Linked DNA regions of Mus musculus: regions 2, 3, 4 and 5 are each linked to region 1. Evidence: chromatin contacts called from public HiChIP or PLAC-seq and Micro-C data. All regions are on one chromosome and are shown on one strand. The core of a region is the stretch at or near the end of the contact, and the rest is flanking DNA. Distances in the headings are between cores, read along the strand shown.

Region 1 (2,700 bases), core at 156-2,655:
GGGTGCTTTCTACCTCTTGCAGGTACAAGCTCTTTGGACCAAACCTTGTTAAAGAGGTCCTTCTCCCTGGTTGGTGTCAGGGAGCTGGAGGGTTGTACATGCTTTGTGGTATCACACTTTGCTGCTTGTCAGTAGGACTCTACTTGGTCTCCTCCTTTCCCATCCTTGACTCTGCTGCATGTCCTCTTAGGACAGCTGTTTAACTTCTAGACAACAAAGGTCAACCGAAAAGTGGAAGAGTAATTGTGTATATTTCATAGCCTTCTGTGAGGATGGTATCAAACAATGCAACCAAATTCACTGGCACTAACTCTGCTCAGGAGATAGGATACTGTCTGATTCCTCTTATGCTTGGCTTCAGACAGCAGAAGCAGTTTCTGTCCCATCTACACTGGGGTCTATGCAAAAGGCCAGCCTCCACTCTCATTTCACAGCTGCCTGATGACACCAATATGCTGAGGACACGCAATCCCATCCTTAGGCATGTCTGCCCACTCCTCCTGCCACCAGGACCACGCGTGACAAATATAGCAGAAATTACAGGCATCTGATTTAAGGCTGTGTGTGCACTACTCTCGAGCCAAGCCCCAAACCCTAGTTCTGATGCTGCATCAAAGGACCATCTCTGCCTTGGTCTCCAGGCCCAGAGTAAGCAGCAATTTGAAAGGCAGCCCCCTTTTATTTTTAGCTTTAAAAATCACCAAAGCCAACATAGCAGTGCTCACCCAAGCGTCTCTCACAAAGCTCTTGCTTGACTTGGGTTGAGAAAATGACAGGGTGAGTTCTGCACCAAGAAAGGGGGGGGGGGAATAAATGGGAGAGAAAAAGGAGTCGTCGTTGTCCCCCCCCCCCCACACACACACACACATTGCCAACCTCCATCCCCCTCGAGTCTTCCCCTAGGCCTGGGTGGACCTTGCCTGGGTAATCATTCCCTGCTATATTTAAAAACCACAATGTGTTTGGAGGGAACTTAATTTCGGGACTGCGGGCGGTGGCGTCTCCCGAGGACAAGAGGAAAGCCTGTGCCGAGCTTCTTGCCTGCTGCCGGGACTTCAGGACTACCAACTCCCGGGAATCCAGGTCAGGACTCCTTGCAGCTGCAGCCAGCTCCAATGCTCTAAGCTCCAGGCTCAACGGTTGGGTTGGTGGCTTCTTGGTAGGGCTTGCATCTGCATTCAATCTCCTGGGACTCTGCATGCTAGGTCCGTGCTTGGTGTCCCAGGCCCGCTGAGAAGCGCTGTGGAAAACTCCCCTCCGCTCCCGAGGCTAAATATGCGCGGCTTGTCATTCGGTGTAGCTGTCTCCCAGCTGATAGGGTGACGTCGAGTTTGGAGGCTTGGAGATTGGCTTTTTGATTTGGCTCCTTGCGGAGGCTTAATGGGCAAAGCTCTAGGCTCACCCAGAAACCAGCCCCTACGCTCGTCCCCTCTGAGCGCGGCGAGGCCGAGACGTCTCCGGTGGTGACAGTGGGCAAGGCTGAGCCGCGCGCTCCCAGCCCGGGGAAAGCCCGGGCGTCGCGGCAGCCAGCCCCCGCCGGGGTCCCTCCGAGCCGCCAGGGCGCGCCGCGCTGCTCTCCGTCCCACCCCTCCCATAGGGATCCCCAGGCGACCGCGGCCGGGACTCCGGGCCTTGCTTGGGCCACTCGGGCAGTCTCTGCTCCTTGGCTGGACGCCGCCGAGGGTCTGTACAACGCTCCCTGCGCCCTGGCCCCAGCGATCCTGCTCCAGATGCGCTGCCTGGTAGCCCCCTGACAGCTGCTAGCCCACAGCTCCGGGCGGCAGCCGCGGCGGACTGCCATGCCCTGGACGCCGCTGCAGCCGGCCCGCAGCCCGCGGGGGCGATGAGCCGCTGCGGCCCGTGAGGAGCTGGGCGGCGCGGGCATCGTGCACCTTCCTAGCCCGCCTCACTTGCCCATCGAGCTCTGGAGGCTGAGGGGAATCGGTGAGTAATGGGATGAGCCCACAATCCCCAAGCTCTGGAGGACCGCAGAGGCAGGGGACGCCTGCCAAGATCCCAAGCCTGATATTCTCCCGAGAGAGGGTCCCTGGTGAAGAATCATGATAAGTTATTTCTCAAGATCATTCGTATGCGCTGCCTTGCGGCGGGTTTAGTGCCAGAAAAGTGGGGGAGGGTGCCCGGGAAATATGTTGTATATGCGGTGTAGTGGGGGAAAATCTGGGAGGGTGTCTAAGCTAGAGTGCTGGGGGTGCTGCTAGAGATGCCTGTGAGCCATAGTACTGGAAACGTGTGTACAGTCCTGTTTTGGGTTTGATGACTTAGTGGCGGGGTAGCTCAATGAGGAAGCTTCATGGCGGTGCGTGTGTGTGTGTGTGTGTGTGTGTGTGTGTGTGTGTGTGTGTGTCGCGGGTGTCAGGGCGTGTGAGTTCTTGGAGCTGAGTGGCTAGGAGGGGGACCGCGTTATTCCCTAGGCGGACGCGCGCATGCGCGTGACACACACACACACACACACACACACACACACACGAACTCATGCGCGCACACGCATGCACGTACCCCAATCTCGGGACTCCATTGCTGCCTGCCCATAACTGCAGTCCCATTGTATCCCCTTCCCTCCAATCCCAGAGGGCTCTCCAGCCAAGAGCTACCTGGTGATCTGAGAAATCCAGGGCTGCCTGGAGAGCTGTGAAAAGTATATAACTAAGGTCCCCTCCTTTCTTCAACTCTCTCTCTCTC
Region 2 (2,700 bases), core at 123-2,622, 450 kb before region 1:
GCTTCTATCAAGAGAATCTATCCAGACTCACGCATGTATTTCCCAGTTTACTGACCCTCCCAGGAATTGAACATGTTAGACCCTCCTATAAACTTGACTGCGTTAGGGGATTTACTTCCGGATCTCCGTCCCCAGGACTGTCTGGATGCTCCTTGAACAGTACCATCTCATCCCTTTCCCAAGACCTTAAATGTGCACAGTGTCTCCCTTTACAATGTAGTCACAGCCCCTTGCAAATCACTGGATGTCCAAAACTAAAACACAGGAGGCTTTTCCCTCCACGGTCTTCACTTCAAGGATAAACAGATGGCACCTGCCCAAGGTCATGTAGCTGCCTCGCTATTTTTTCAAATTGCTCCAGTTTGCCTAATATTAAACTTCAAATTAAAATGAAACAAAAATGGTCTGGTGGGGCACATTGGCACACGCCTGTAATCCCAAGACTTGGGCAGTTGAGGCAGCGAGATAATGAGAGGCCAGTATGGCCTACCCAGTAAGATCTTGCTTCAAAACCACAAATGAGCAAATAAACAATGAAGTACTGACTCTTGTTACACAAATCACATCAATGCCTGTCTTGGAAATACAGTTTGGTAGTTACCATGGCTGAAATATGGAAGCCATTGCTATGACAGGCTTAAAAACATGTAAAAGAGGTTAAGGTCCTTGGGGGTGGTGGCGGCAGGTAACAAAAAGACATAGCATAGGTCAGCCCTTGCCCAAGAATGGCAGGCAGCACCCGCCTTTACTCCTTTAGTCTTTGGAAACTGGGTATCCAGTCACCAGGGTCCTAGATATAGCCAGTTTCACAAGGCAAGCGCAAACTAGCTGGTTCCGCATGACTTCCCGAGCCTGCGGAAGCCCCACTAGGAGACCTCCCCTTTCGGAATTCTAATAACAATGGCCAGGAACTTCTTCTTACAAAGATGAACACAGTCTTCATTAAGGCCAGCAGAGCAATCGAAAGAGTTCTTCCATCGCTAGCCATAAGGTTCCGGGGTGTGAGTGTGTGCGTAGCGGCGACAGTGGACGTAAGCTGGTCCCCGTGGCCAAATAGGGGAACAGCAGATCCATCTGAACCGGGAATTGGCGCAGCCCGTAGGACCAAACGGCGCGGACAAAAGACAGAGGGCTCCGCAGCCCGCTCGGACTGTCCGAACGCACGCTGGGTCTCACCTTCGGGAGCCACCCAATGAGGTCTCAGCCACCCTCAGGAGACGGACAGCCGCGGCGGGCCAATGGGAGGATGGGTTGGCTGTGGAGGCGGGCCCATCCTGGAGGCCCCGCCCCCGGGTCCGCAGGGCTGGGGCGGAGCCAGGCTCGCGTCAGGTGGTCCCGGGCGTGCGGGAGGCGGGGCGCACGGGGCGGGGAGGGGAGGGAGCGGCCAGCGGGCGGCGGGCACGGGCGGCACGAGCAGGTGGGAGCCGCCGAGGGGCGAGGCCGCCCGCGGGGGCGCCAGGCGGCCGGGACTGCGCCGCGCCCCTGTCCGCGGTGCGCGCTCGCGGTGCGCACCGGGCGTCCTCGACTCTCGCGCGCCCAGCCTGCTCGGGCCCTACCTGCGGCGGCCGTCGGGGGCGCGGAGCCCCCAGCGCTGCCGAGCCGCATGAACAATAGGCGGCGGCGGCTCCCGCGGGCGGCCGCCCCGCACCCTATGGACCAGCCGCTCCATGGAGTCCTCCAGATCGCTTCTCGGCTGCCTGGCGAGTGCCACTGCCGCCCCGCCGGGGGACGATGCCACGGGCGCTGGGGCCGAAGAGGAGGAGGACGAGGAGGAGGCGGCGGCCGAGCTGGGATCTCACGCCGCGCTGCCCTACTGGACGGCTGTGTTCGAGTACGAGGCGGCGGGCGAGGACGAGCTGACCCTGCGGCTGGGCGATGTGGTAGAGGTGCTGTCCAAGGACTCGCAGGTGTCCGGCGATGAGGGCTGGTGGACCGGACAGCTGAACCAGCGGGTGGGCATCTTCCCCAGCAACTACGTGACCCCGCGTAGCGCCTTCTCCAGCCGCTGCCAGCCGGGCGCCGAGGACCCCAGCTGCTACCCGCCCATTCAGCGTAAGAAGGCGGGCACCGGTGCCCGGTGGGGACGGGGGGCTGAGGCCTAAGGATGGGCGAAGAGCAGTCCCGAGTGGGGAGCGACTGGCCCGGGCATGGGTGGGCACTTTGGCTGCAGGGGCTTTAGCTGGTGCTACCCAGAAGCTCCAGAGTCGCAGGCCCTGCCTGGAACACCGGGCTTCTTCACCGTCATCTGACTCGCTCAAGTAGCAACTCTTGAAACCCTAGCAGGAGTCTCCTTACGTCCCAACCCCTTACCCCCCCCCGCCCCCCCCGCCCCTTGTGCCCCTCCAGATCTGGAAGGGTTTTGGAGAGCAGGTGGTTACTGTCACCAGTAACCTTAGTTCCCTAATCAAGGACCCGGCGGACCTTTTCTGTTTCTTGTCTCCGCCTCTTAAAGGTATTTGTCTAGAGAGGAGTGGAGGTGCCTCCCGCCTGCCTGGGCAGGTTCACAAGTCCCGGAAGCGTGTGTGAACTCAGGAGTCAGGTGCCTTTGAAATCTCGTGTTGGTTTCTTGGGTTCTCGTACTGTATTTCAAAGTTGTACCCTGAGGAATCTTGCCGAATATTATGTTAGGAAAGGTGTGTACAAGGGGAGGGGGCAAAGTTATGAGTGGAGAAATAATTAGAGGGAGAAAGTATGTCTGTC
Region 3 (2,746 bases), core at 207-2,706, 260 kb before region 1:
CAGCAAACCAAGTTCCAGGACAGCTAAAAAATCTTGTCTTGAAAACCAACGTGTGTGTGTGTGTGTGTGTGTGTGTGTGTGTGTGTGTGTGTGTGATGTATTTATTATGCTGAGAATTTAAAATGTGGAATTCTTTGATCTGTGAGTCGAAAAGTCCCAGTTAAATTAATGGTTCTCCTGCCTTGTTTGTGGATTCTGGTTACATGCTGGGGGAGCCTAGGTAGTCCTTAGTTTTGTGAATTTAGGTTCCTTCCTTCAGGTTTTGGGGTTCTCCTCTCAGTTTCTGTATCTTGTTTGTAAGCATCTCCATCATTTTGCTTTTAGAAAACCACACTAGAGACAGAACGTTCTGTTGTGGGTTTCTATGGCTTCCTCACATCACAGAATTGTTCCCTGCCTTCAAGTGTTTAGACACTACTCAAGGAATTCCTCTTCTCTCTCTCTCTCTCTCTTTTTTGTTGTTGTTTTTTCGTTCCTTTTCTCTCATTTAAAAATTTTATTTATTGATTTATTTATTTATTGATTTATTTATTTATTTATTTATTTATTTATTTATTTATTTATTTATTTATTTATTTTGAGACAGGGTTTCTCTGTATAGCCCTGGCTGTCCTGGAACTCACTTTGTAGACCAGGCTGGGATTAAAGGCATGCGCCACCACGCCCAGTTCCTTTTCTCTTTTTAATCTTGTTAATAATTCACCCCTGAATTCCCTTCCTATCTCTTGAAATTTAGTCATAAAATGCTACAGGTTTTTAACTGGTTTAGGTTTTTAGTTGGTTCAATAACAGGAATAACAAAGTCTCTTGATTTTCTCTGCTTGAGATAAGGTGAAAAACGGAGCTCCTAAGTCTAACAGTTTGTTTTTATACTCATGAGGTTTTTAAAAATACTGTCTCTGTGTGTAGTCCAGGCTGGCCCCAAATTTGTTATGCACTTGGCTCTGCCTCCTGAGAGATGGGATTACAAGTGAAAGCCTTGGTTTAGAGAATTTTAGAATGTTAGTAGTGAGCACGAGGCAGCGCTCTGTTTAACCTCTTTACTTGTAAATGAAATTACTTTCCCCACTGTTTGGGCCTAACGCTTTGCTTATTTTTTGTTTGTTTGTTTTGTTCTGGCTCTGTTACTACAACCTCTGCCAGCTGCAGTTTGGCATCTAAGCGAGGGGGTCATTCTTTATCTTCTTACTCCACAGGTCTACAGGCCCCGCCTTCCCTGCGCCATCCTTCTGCGTGTCCCAATCCCCTCCCCTCCCCGCCGCCACCCTGTGACACGCCTTCTTCTTTCCCGCCCGTGTCCAACGACCAAAGCTCAACCCGGCTCCACCCACTTTAGGTCTCATCCCCGCCCCCAAACACTTTTTTTTTTTCCTGCCGCCGCGCTCCGCGTGAATACTTTTGACCTCCCCGCTAACCGTACGGCCGGCAGCCTCCGCTTCCGTCGCGGTAGTCATCGCCTTTACTGTGCGCCGGAAGGAGGCTCTTATAGCGCTTTTGGAATTATGGCGGCGGTGGATATCCGAGGTAATTAATTTTATGCTCCCCTTACCAGATTGTGGTTTACTGGGGTTTCATAGCTTGCGGAAGTCAGCGTTACCCTCTTTTGTGAGGTCTCTCAAGTTCTTCTGAGTGGCTCCTGGATACCCTAAGGCTCTAATCTAACGAAAAGGGGTCGCGCTTTCCCGTTTTCTGACGAGTCTCTTTAAAAGGGTAGATGCGGAAAAACTAGAAACAATTTAGGGGTTTCTCTCACAATGCTGGGCGTTATGTCGGGGCGAAGGGATAGCTTTTCGGAAGAGAGAAGTGGAATAAGATAAGGGCTGATCCCACCTTATGGGTCCCCGGACAGAAATCCCCGTCTTCTTATTAATAATTTTAAATTTTAGCCTATAATACCTTTCACTTATCATTCATTCAGTGGTTGCCTTCGGCAAGCTGAGCAGTAGAGGTATATTTTCATTGAGTAAGAATAAATAAATGAATGGAGACTCAACCTCTTACTAGCTTCTTGGTCGGGTAGCATTTTGTTTAGCAGTTTGTTTTTGCTTGTGTATATTTCATTCTTCCTCTTGGCAATTTCATACATGTACATAGTGGATTGCTTATTACTTAGATTTGTTAGCGTAATTGTAATGTGTCTGGTGTTTAGAGGAATGGCAGAGAAGCTGGCATAGGGAGGAGATGTAGAAGAGAAGATCTGGAAAGATAAATGTGAGAGAACAGTCAACAGGGACGGCATATTCTGACTTTGTCTTTTTTTTTTTTCATTTACGCATTTCTTTACTAGATCATTTTAGCTGCTGACAGTAGTGTAAAAGTCAGGGATAGAATTAGAAACAAAAAAAGGAAAACAAAACGAAACCAGGGCTTTTCTGGGATGGACAGAAATTAGAGGTAGCTTGGAAGAGTGATGACTGCATTAGTGAGAAGGTTAAATCTGCTTGGTTTTTGGTATATTCTGTTTATGAAGTGATCACAACTTACCTTTTATTTTCAGACTTGACTTTTCATTTCAGTTTTTGTAGATGAATGTCCATGGATACATGAGGCTGTTTAAATTGATTGAGATCTGTGAATAATAAAGTAAGTCATACTTGCCTTGACCTTCAGGCATGGATTGGAAGCATTTAGTGATTATTATGCTCATTCCTGATGAATAAAAACTCACAATTTAGTGGGAGCAGATTATCTGTGATTCTGGTTATGGAATAAGAATTAGTAATAAGGGGGCTAGAGAGATGGCTTA
Region 4 (2,787 bases), core at 119-2,618, 330 kb after region 1:
CTTGAGACAGTCTTAGTAAAGAGAAACGAAGGGGACAGTTGGAGGGACTGTGGCCACTCTTAGCCCATTGGGGCCTGTGAGGATGTGGGCAGACAGACACCCAAGTCAAGTTTCCTTGCACTCTGGGCTCCTTCAGATTCGGTATGAAATTTGGCCTTGTCTAATTCCAATCACCCTTTCCGCCACATGCTCTGCAAACCACAGGACTGATGTTTAAGAATCCAAGAGGAATTCTATTGTTTCGAAAAAGATTAAATTAATGAGCCCAGAGAAGGCTCGCTTGCCAGCACACGCAGCAGGTTAGGAGTGCTTTAAATGGTGGCTCTCCCATTTAAACAAGGGCAGCTCCCCCAAGGGAGGGTGGCTTTTGACTAAATCTGAACTCATGGGGGGATGGGGTCACACCTGAAGGGCAGAGGCCAAGGATGCTGTCAAACATCCAGACACACACAAGACAGCCCTCACAAGAAAGACCCCAGCTAAAATGTCAACAGTGCCAAACACCCAGCTTTAAAGTCATACACACCTGGGTTCAAACTCCAGGTGTACAATTTCAGCAAGCCTGCAGCCTTTCCAGCCTGGATTTGCACATCTGTAAAGATGGGTAAACATTGCATTTGGAGTTAAAGCAGTCCTCTAGTCTGTGCTGGGGTTGGCGAAAACATTCTGATTTTTAAAATGAATAAAAAGAGGTAGGCGGATCGCTAGGAGTTCAAGACCAGCTTGGTCTACCTAGAGAGTTTTAGGACACCCAGGACTACATAGAGAGACCCTGTCTTAATAATTAAATAAATAAATAAGTCTACTTAAAAGGTGTGACAGTTGGGTCATCACACATGAAGTGGCCCAGCCTGGAAACTGTATTTGATACCTAGAGCTGTCACTTGCTTCTTTCCCGGGTGTTTGGAGCTGAAACCCTTAGGAGAACCTTCAGGCCTCTTTGTCTTCCGTAGGGCATCTGAACCTCCTACAGGGCCAGCTGCACCGCGGTTGGGTTGCGTCTAAAGACCCACGATCCGAGTGGAGGACGGCCTCATTTCCGGTGACAGTGGACTTGAGCAGCCTGCCTCTCCTTTGGAACCGCGCAGCGGGTCCAATGCCAATTAGCTGAGCCTGAAAAATGAGTGTGCTCTCCGCTCTCCAGGGGGACGCAGGGTGCCCCCAGCCCGGCCTGGGGTTGCTGCCCCGTTCCCCCTATTGTGCCTTCAACAAGAGCGTTTTATTGAAAAGAGCTGAGTGCATCTAATGCAGTTATCCGTGTCCGCCCCATCGAGCCATGGGCTGGGAGCGAGGCGCGCAGCTGCCGCCGCCTCACACGCTCGCAACAAAGGAGGGCGCCGTGGAGAATTTGCTCCCCTTTGAACGGCTCATCTGGTTTCCATTTCTGAAAGGTTCCCCAATCTTTGCTTCCACCCAGCCCCCACTCCAGTGCTGCTCCCCCACACCTCGCTTCGCTCCAGCTGTGCCCCTGGGGGAGGGTGCCACAAGTTCCTGCGCCATCACTCCCTCGTGCCTGTGGGAGACGTATGCACCCCCTTGCATAGGCTAGGACCAGCTGGGCAAACACACCTGGCTTACTATTGGCCTGAGCCACCTTGCTCATGAGGATCTGAAACTCAGTTTCCCCATCTTTAAAATGCCTTGTTTTGCAAGCCACATCGATGATTTTCAACCCCAAAATGGAGAGGGGCAGTTTCGTGAAACATTTGGCAAGTGCATAACAAAATAATTAAAGCAATTTAAATAGCCTTTAATGTCACAGCCCAAAACAAACCATCAGCTCTACCAAGTATTTTCCCTTAGTTGTCTTCTTTGAGCATAAGAAGTCATGAATAAAATTATCATTGTATAATTAGAGTCATATTGTGTATCTGGTTGTATCTCCTGCCTTTATTTACATCAGGGAGTTTTTGTACGTTCATAGTCTTTGAAAATGTGATATTTTAAAACAGCTGCAAAATACACCATCATGAGCTTTCCCACAACTGATTTAATGTGCTCCCCCCTTTTTTGTTTTTTAAGATTGTTTGCCCCATTTGCTTAGGCGGTGGTAATTGTTTTTTCCCCAACACCACAATTTAGAGGGCTATTTTAAAAAAATCAAATCCTCAAGTGTTTTCCCAAATTGACATCTGGGTCTAAATCTGTCACACACACACACTCCCACACACACACTCCCACACACACCCTCCCACTCCTGCTACAAATCAAAGACATGAGGCAGGCATTTGCATGACTTCCTAAGACTGTGACTGAGGGGAAAGGTCATCCTGGCCTCCTCCCCTGTCTGATACCCCCCAGGCACCTGCAAGATGGAAATTCACATTTGAATCATGGCCCCTGTAAAATTATAGCCTTGGGCAAACTATATAAATCTGAGTCCTCAGGTGCATGGCAGAGTCCATCACACCACGCTCAAAGGGCTATGGAGAACATGGAGAAACTATACACAGGGTGCATAGTGCACACGGTGCCGAGCATGTGGCAGGGTACAAAAGCCTTGCTGCCCCACGTACTGATGCTGTGGCCCTGGTGAACTTTCCGAGGCCCTGTGTGCCTCAGTTCCTCCACTTATAACACAGAGGGTTTACGAGGATAAATTAAGTAATAACAAACCTCCTGATACTTGCCAAGTCCCCAGTAGAAGCAACTGTCCTTTTTGTGAGTCTGCCTGACCACCTTTAGAGAACGATGAACCTCTTTCATCTCTCAGGACCAGCCCCTTCCAATCCCCTTATCCATACATAGTCTTCCTACCTTGCTCATGAGGCAGAGCCCTGGGAAGAT
Region 5 (2,713 bases), core at 142-2,641, 370 kb after region 1:
CATGGTGGGGAAACTACACCTAACAGACCCGCTCAGTCTCATAGTTGAGGTGAGTCGGGGGAGTTCAGCTCAGGATGGCCATACCTGCCTCTCTAATGCTGCTGATGTTGCATGCCTCCCACCTGGTTTCCATCATGAGACCCACAGGCCCAACATGCAAAATAGAGCCATTGGGAGTGCAGTAAGAAAAGGCCACTCATCTGCAATGCCTAAAATTAACCTGCACACCCCACCTGCCCACAAACCTGGTAACTTCCTAGAATGCTATAAGCTGTCATTCTTGAAAAATAACAATGCCTCTTGGGAAAGTGGTTTATAGATTAGTCTTTGTTTGTTTGTTTGTTTGTTTGTTTTTGGTTTTTTGTTTTGTTTTTTTCGAGACAGGGTTTCTCTGTATAGCCCTGGCTATCCTGGAACTCACTCTGTAGACCAGGCTGGCCTCGAACTCAGAAATCTGCCTGCCTCTTCCTCCCAAGTGCTAGGATTAAAGGCGTGTGGCACCACCGCCTGGCATAGATTAGTCTTTAGAAACCCCCGCTACATGTCTGTCTCAGGGCACTTAGCTGAAACATTTCAGGAACTGGTTCTGACCAAAGTCTACCCCTTGGCTGGTATTTAATATTTAATAGAGCTTGCTTTATATATGGCCAAAAAATAGTGGAATTATTTTTTTTACCTGGTGCATCTCAAGCTTGCTACAACCTCACTTCCTTCTCTGAAGTCTCTCAAGTTATGGATACCTCAGGCACCAGCTAGTTACTCTCCACAGCTGGAGTTTCTCGTGAGCTGGGCTTTGGATAATCTCCAGGCTTCCAAGAGCCCAACGTACCCCAGAAAGTTTTTTCCCCTCTGGAGATAAGTAAGTCTTTCAGGGATTCATGGTGCCACCCCCCAACCAACCCCAACCCCCACAGGACACGTATGGTCTAGATATGGGCACAAAGCAAGGTCTCAGAGGAGGACAGTCATGGACACAGCCTCTCCTGAAGACAGCAACACCACATCGCCCCCCCATCCTGTCCCATGGCCCTCTGGCCTTTGCCACTTAGATGAGGAAGGCAAAGGCAGAAACAGTCTCTTTCTCTCGGGAACAAATGGTGACTCACTGAGGATAGGGAAGGCACCTTTTCCCAGGAAACAACCTGAGGTCTCCGAGACTGAGCTAGAAGCAGGAACTAAAGGGAAAGGTGGACATGTTTTGTTGCAGGTCCTGGATGGGTCTCAGAGACGCTATAGTGAAGCATGCTCAGCAGGGTAAAGAATGAACCCTGTGCTGGGTACGAGCTCCACTCGGCAGGCACAGAGGTCAGAAAACTTAAGCAAAGTAGGGGATCCGGGGAGATGAGGTTATGGGCTGTCTTATAACCACAACCGTGGTTCTGCAGGTTGCATAATCTTTTATTTGCCCACAGCTACATTTTGTCCAGAAACTCTGTCCTGAAAGAGGACTGAAGAAAACATCCAGCCAGCACTGGGCAAGGAAGGGCAGGAGCAGAGAGTGAGGTGGTGTTCACTGGGTCGGAGGATGGAGGCGCACAACGTATCAGCCCCCTTCAATTTCTCCCTGCCGCCTGGCTTTGGCCACCGGGCCACAGACACTGCGCTCAGCGTCATTCTGGTAGTTATGTTGCTGCTCATCATGCTCTCGCTTGGCTGCACCATGGAGTTCAGCAAGATCAAGGCTCACTTCTGGAAGCCCAAAGGGGTGATCATCGCCATAGTGGCCCAGTACGGTATCATGCCCCTCAGTGCTTTCCTTCTGGGCAAGGTCTTTCATCTGACCAGCATTGAGGCTCTGGCCATCCTCATCTGCGGCTGCTCTCCTGGGGGGAACCTGTCTAACCTCTTCACCCTGGCCATGAAGGGGGACATGAACCTCAGGTAGGACCGAGGGTTAAGAGGAAAGGGTGTGGGATGGGGTGCTGCCGAGATGTCATGATCTAGAGAAGATCTAGGCTGGAGCCAGGAGCGGGGAGGGACGTAGGAGCTGGATTAAGTTTGGCATTGATTGTCAAAGGTTTATGCTAAATTGGGGCAGCCTCTGGAATCTCTTTGGTTTAAATCCCAGGGGGAAAAAAAAAACATTAAGCTGGTCCAGAGGTATGTTAGACACCCCTGAACTCCCAGAAGTCTCTACAGGATCACTGTAAAGGAGAATAGATTTCGATGAAAGAGTTCCTCAGAACCACAGTCATCTGACTGGCAGGGTGTCAGCTCTGAGGCTGAAAATCTAGCAAGGGTATAATGGGTCCAGAACATTCCAGGAAGGCCAAGGTGACTTGGAACCAAACGAGCATCTTAAATTTCCTGCAGAGAAGAGACTCCAAAGGCTCTTCTCCAGTATCTGGGCATCCAAGGTATCTGCTAAGACCCTTTACCGAGTTGTCAGATGTGGTGAGATTGCCAACCAAAGAAACTTTATGTAGAATTGAGGCCCCAGCGATTGCCCAGGTTAGGCTGGGCTCCACTCAGTCTAACAAGAAGGGAGAAGGCTAAGACCAGCCTGAGCAGCCAGGTGGTGGTGGTGCATGCCTTTAATCCCAGCACTTGGGAGGCAGAGGCAGGTGGATTTCTGAGTTGAGGCCAGCCTGGTCTACAAAGTGAGTTCCAGGACAGTCAGGACTATACAGTAAAACCCTGTCTCAAAAAACCAAAAAAAAAAAAAAAAAAGACCAGCCTGAGCCTAGAGCATCCTGATCAGGTAGCACTCGTG

The links. A called contact is a pair of places that touch in the nucleus more often than the background predicts. HiChIP or PLAC-seq counts read pairs in DNA pulled down with a chosen protein or histone mark.
Region 2: a contact with region 1 is called in a Micro-C map of embryonic stem cells, with 2.1 times the contacts expected there. The contact joins the promoter of Map3k9 here to the promoter of Slc8a3 in region 1. A contact is called at or near these places in 3 of 39 promoter capture datasets (embryonic stem cells, hippocampal neurons and stem cell-derived epiblast-like cells), 3 of 484 Hi-C or Micro-C datasets (all in embryonic stem cells) and 1 of 115 datasets of contacts at active chromatin or transcription factors (embryonic stem cells).
Region 3: an H3K4me3 HiChIP or PLAC-seq map of embryonic stem cells shows a contact between it and region 1, with 13 read pairs. The contact joins the promoter of Med6 here to the promoter of Slc8a3 in region 1. A contact is called at or near these places in 2 of 39 promoter capture datasets (cranial neural crest and frontonasal cranial neural crest), 1 of 115 datasets of contacts at active chromatin or transcription factors (embryonic stem cells) and 1 of 9 other capture datasets (pancreatic islet).
Region 4: a contact with region 1 is called in an H3K4me3 HiChIP or PLAC-seq map of embryonic forebrain, with 4 times the contacts expected there. The contact joins the enhancer-like site here to the promoter of Slc8a3 in region 1. A contact is called at or near these places in 13 of 39 promoter capture datasets (the 3T3-L1 cell line, the HPC-7 cell line, cranial neural crest and 5 more), 1 of 15 datasets of contacts at CTCF or cohesin (embryonic stem cells), 16 of 484 Hi-C or Micro-C datasets (the AML12 cell line, the AtT-20 cell line, cerebral cortex and 4 more), 11 of 115 datasets of contacts at active chromatin or transcription factors (SST interneurons, astrocytes, embryonic basal ganglia and 5 more) and 2 of 9 other capture datasets (adipose tissue and embryonic stem cells).
Region 5: an H3K4me3 HiChIP or PLAC-seq map of embryonic stem cells shows a contact between it and region 1, with 14 read pairs. The contact joins the promoter of Slc10a1 here to the promoter of Slc8a3 in region 1. A contact is called at or near these places in 11 of 39 promoter capture datasets (cranial neural crest, embryonic stem cells, frontonasal cranial neural crest and 4 more), 1 of 15 datasets of contacts at CTCF or cohesin (embryonic stem cells), 10 of 484 Hi-C or Micro-C datasets (the AtT-20 cell line, cortical neurons, embryonic stem cells and 1 more), 9 of 115 datasets of contacts at active chromatin or transcription factors (astrocytes, embryonic basal ganglia, embryonic forebrain and 3 more) and 2 of 9 other capture datasets (adipose tissue and embryonic stem cells).

The regions. Positions count from the first base shown.
Region 1 is chr12:81,331,885-81,334,584 of GRCm38.p6, reverse strand. Slc8a3 (solute carrier family 8 (sodium/calcium exchanger), member 3) reads left to right here and starts at 1,405. Exons shown (of 7, transcript NM_001167920.1): 1 at 1,405-1,944.
Region 2 is chr12:81,779,842-81,782,541 of GRCm38.p6, reverse strand. Map3k9 (mitogen-activated protein kinase kinase kinase 9) reads left to right here and starts at 1,372. Exons shown (of 11, transcript NM_001174107.1): 1 at 1,372-2,052. The coding sequence starts at 1,668. It overlaps Gm46366 (a long non-coding RNA gene), which reads left to right. Exons shown (of 3, transcript XR_001780649.2): 3 at 1-522.
Region 3 is chr12:81,593,718-81,596,463 of GRCm38.p6, reverse strand. Med6 (mediator complex subunit 6) reads left to right here and starts at 1,456. Exons shown (of 8, transcript NM_001347384.1): 1 at 1,456-1,524. The coding sequence starts at 1,503.
Region 4 is chr12:80,997,387-81,000,173 of GRCm38.p6, reverse strand. No RefSeq gene overlaps it. Among named protein-coding and RNA genes, the nearest start is that of Smoc1, 28 kb to the left of the region's middle. Within about 2 kb of position 1,368, at least 50 of the 459 cell types and tissues checked have an H3K27ac peak or open chromatin away from gene starts, as enhancers often do. A contact at or near this core is called in cortical neurons and embryonic forebrain, where this site is marked.
Region 5 is chr12:80,966,757-80,969,469 of GRCm38.p6, reverse strand. It overlaps Slc10a1 (solute carrier family 10 (sodium/bile acid cotransporter family), member 1), which reads left to right and starts at 1,391. Exons shown (of 4, transcript NM_011387.2): 1 at 1,391-1,881. The coding sequence starts at 1,526.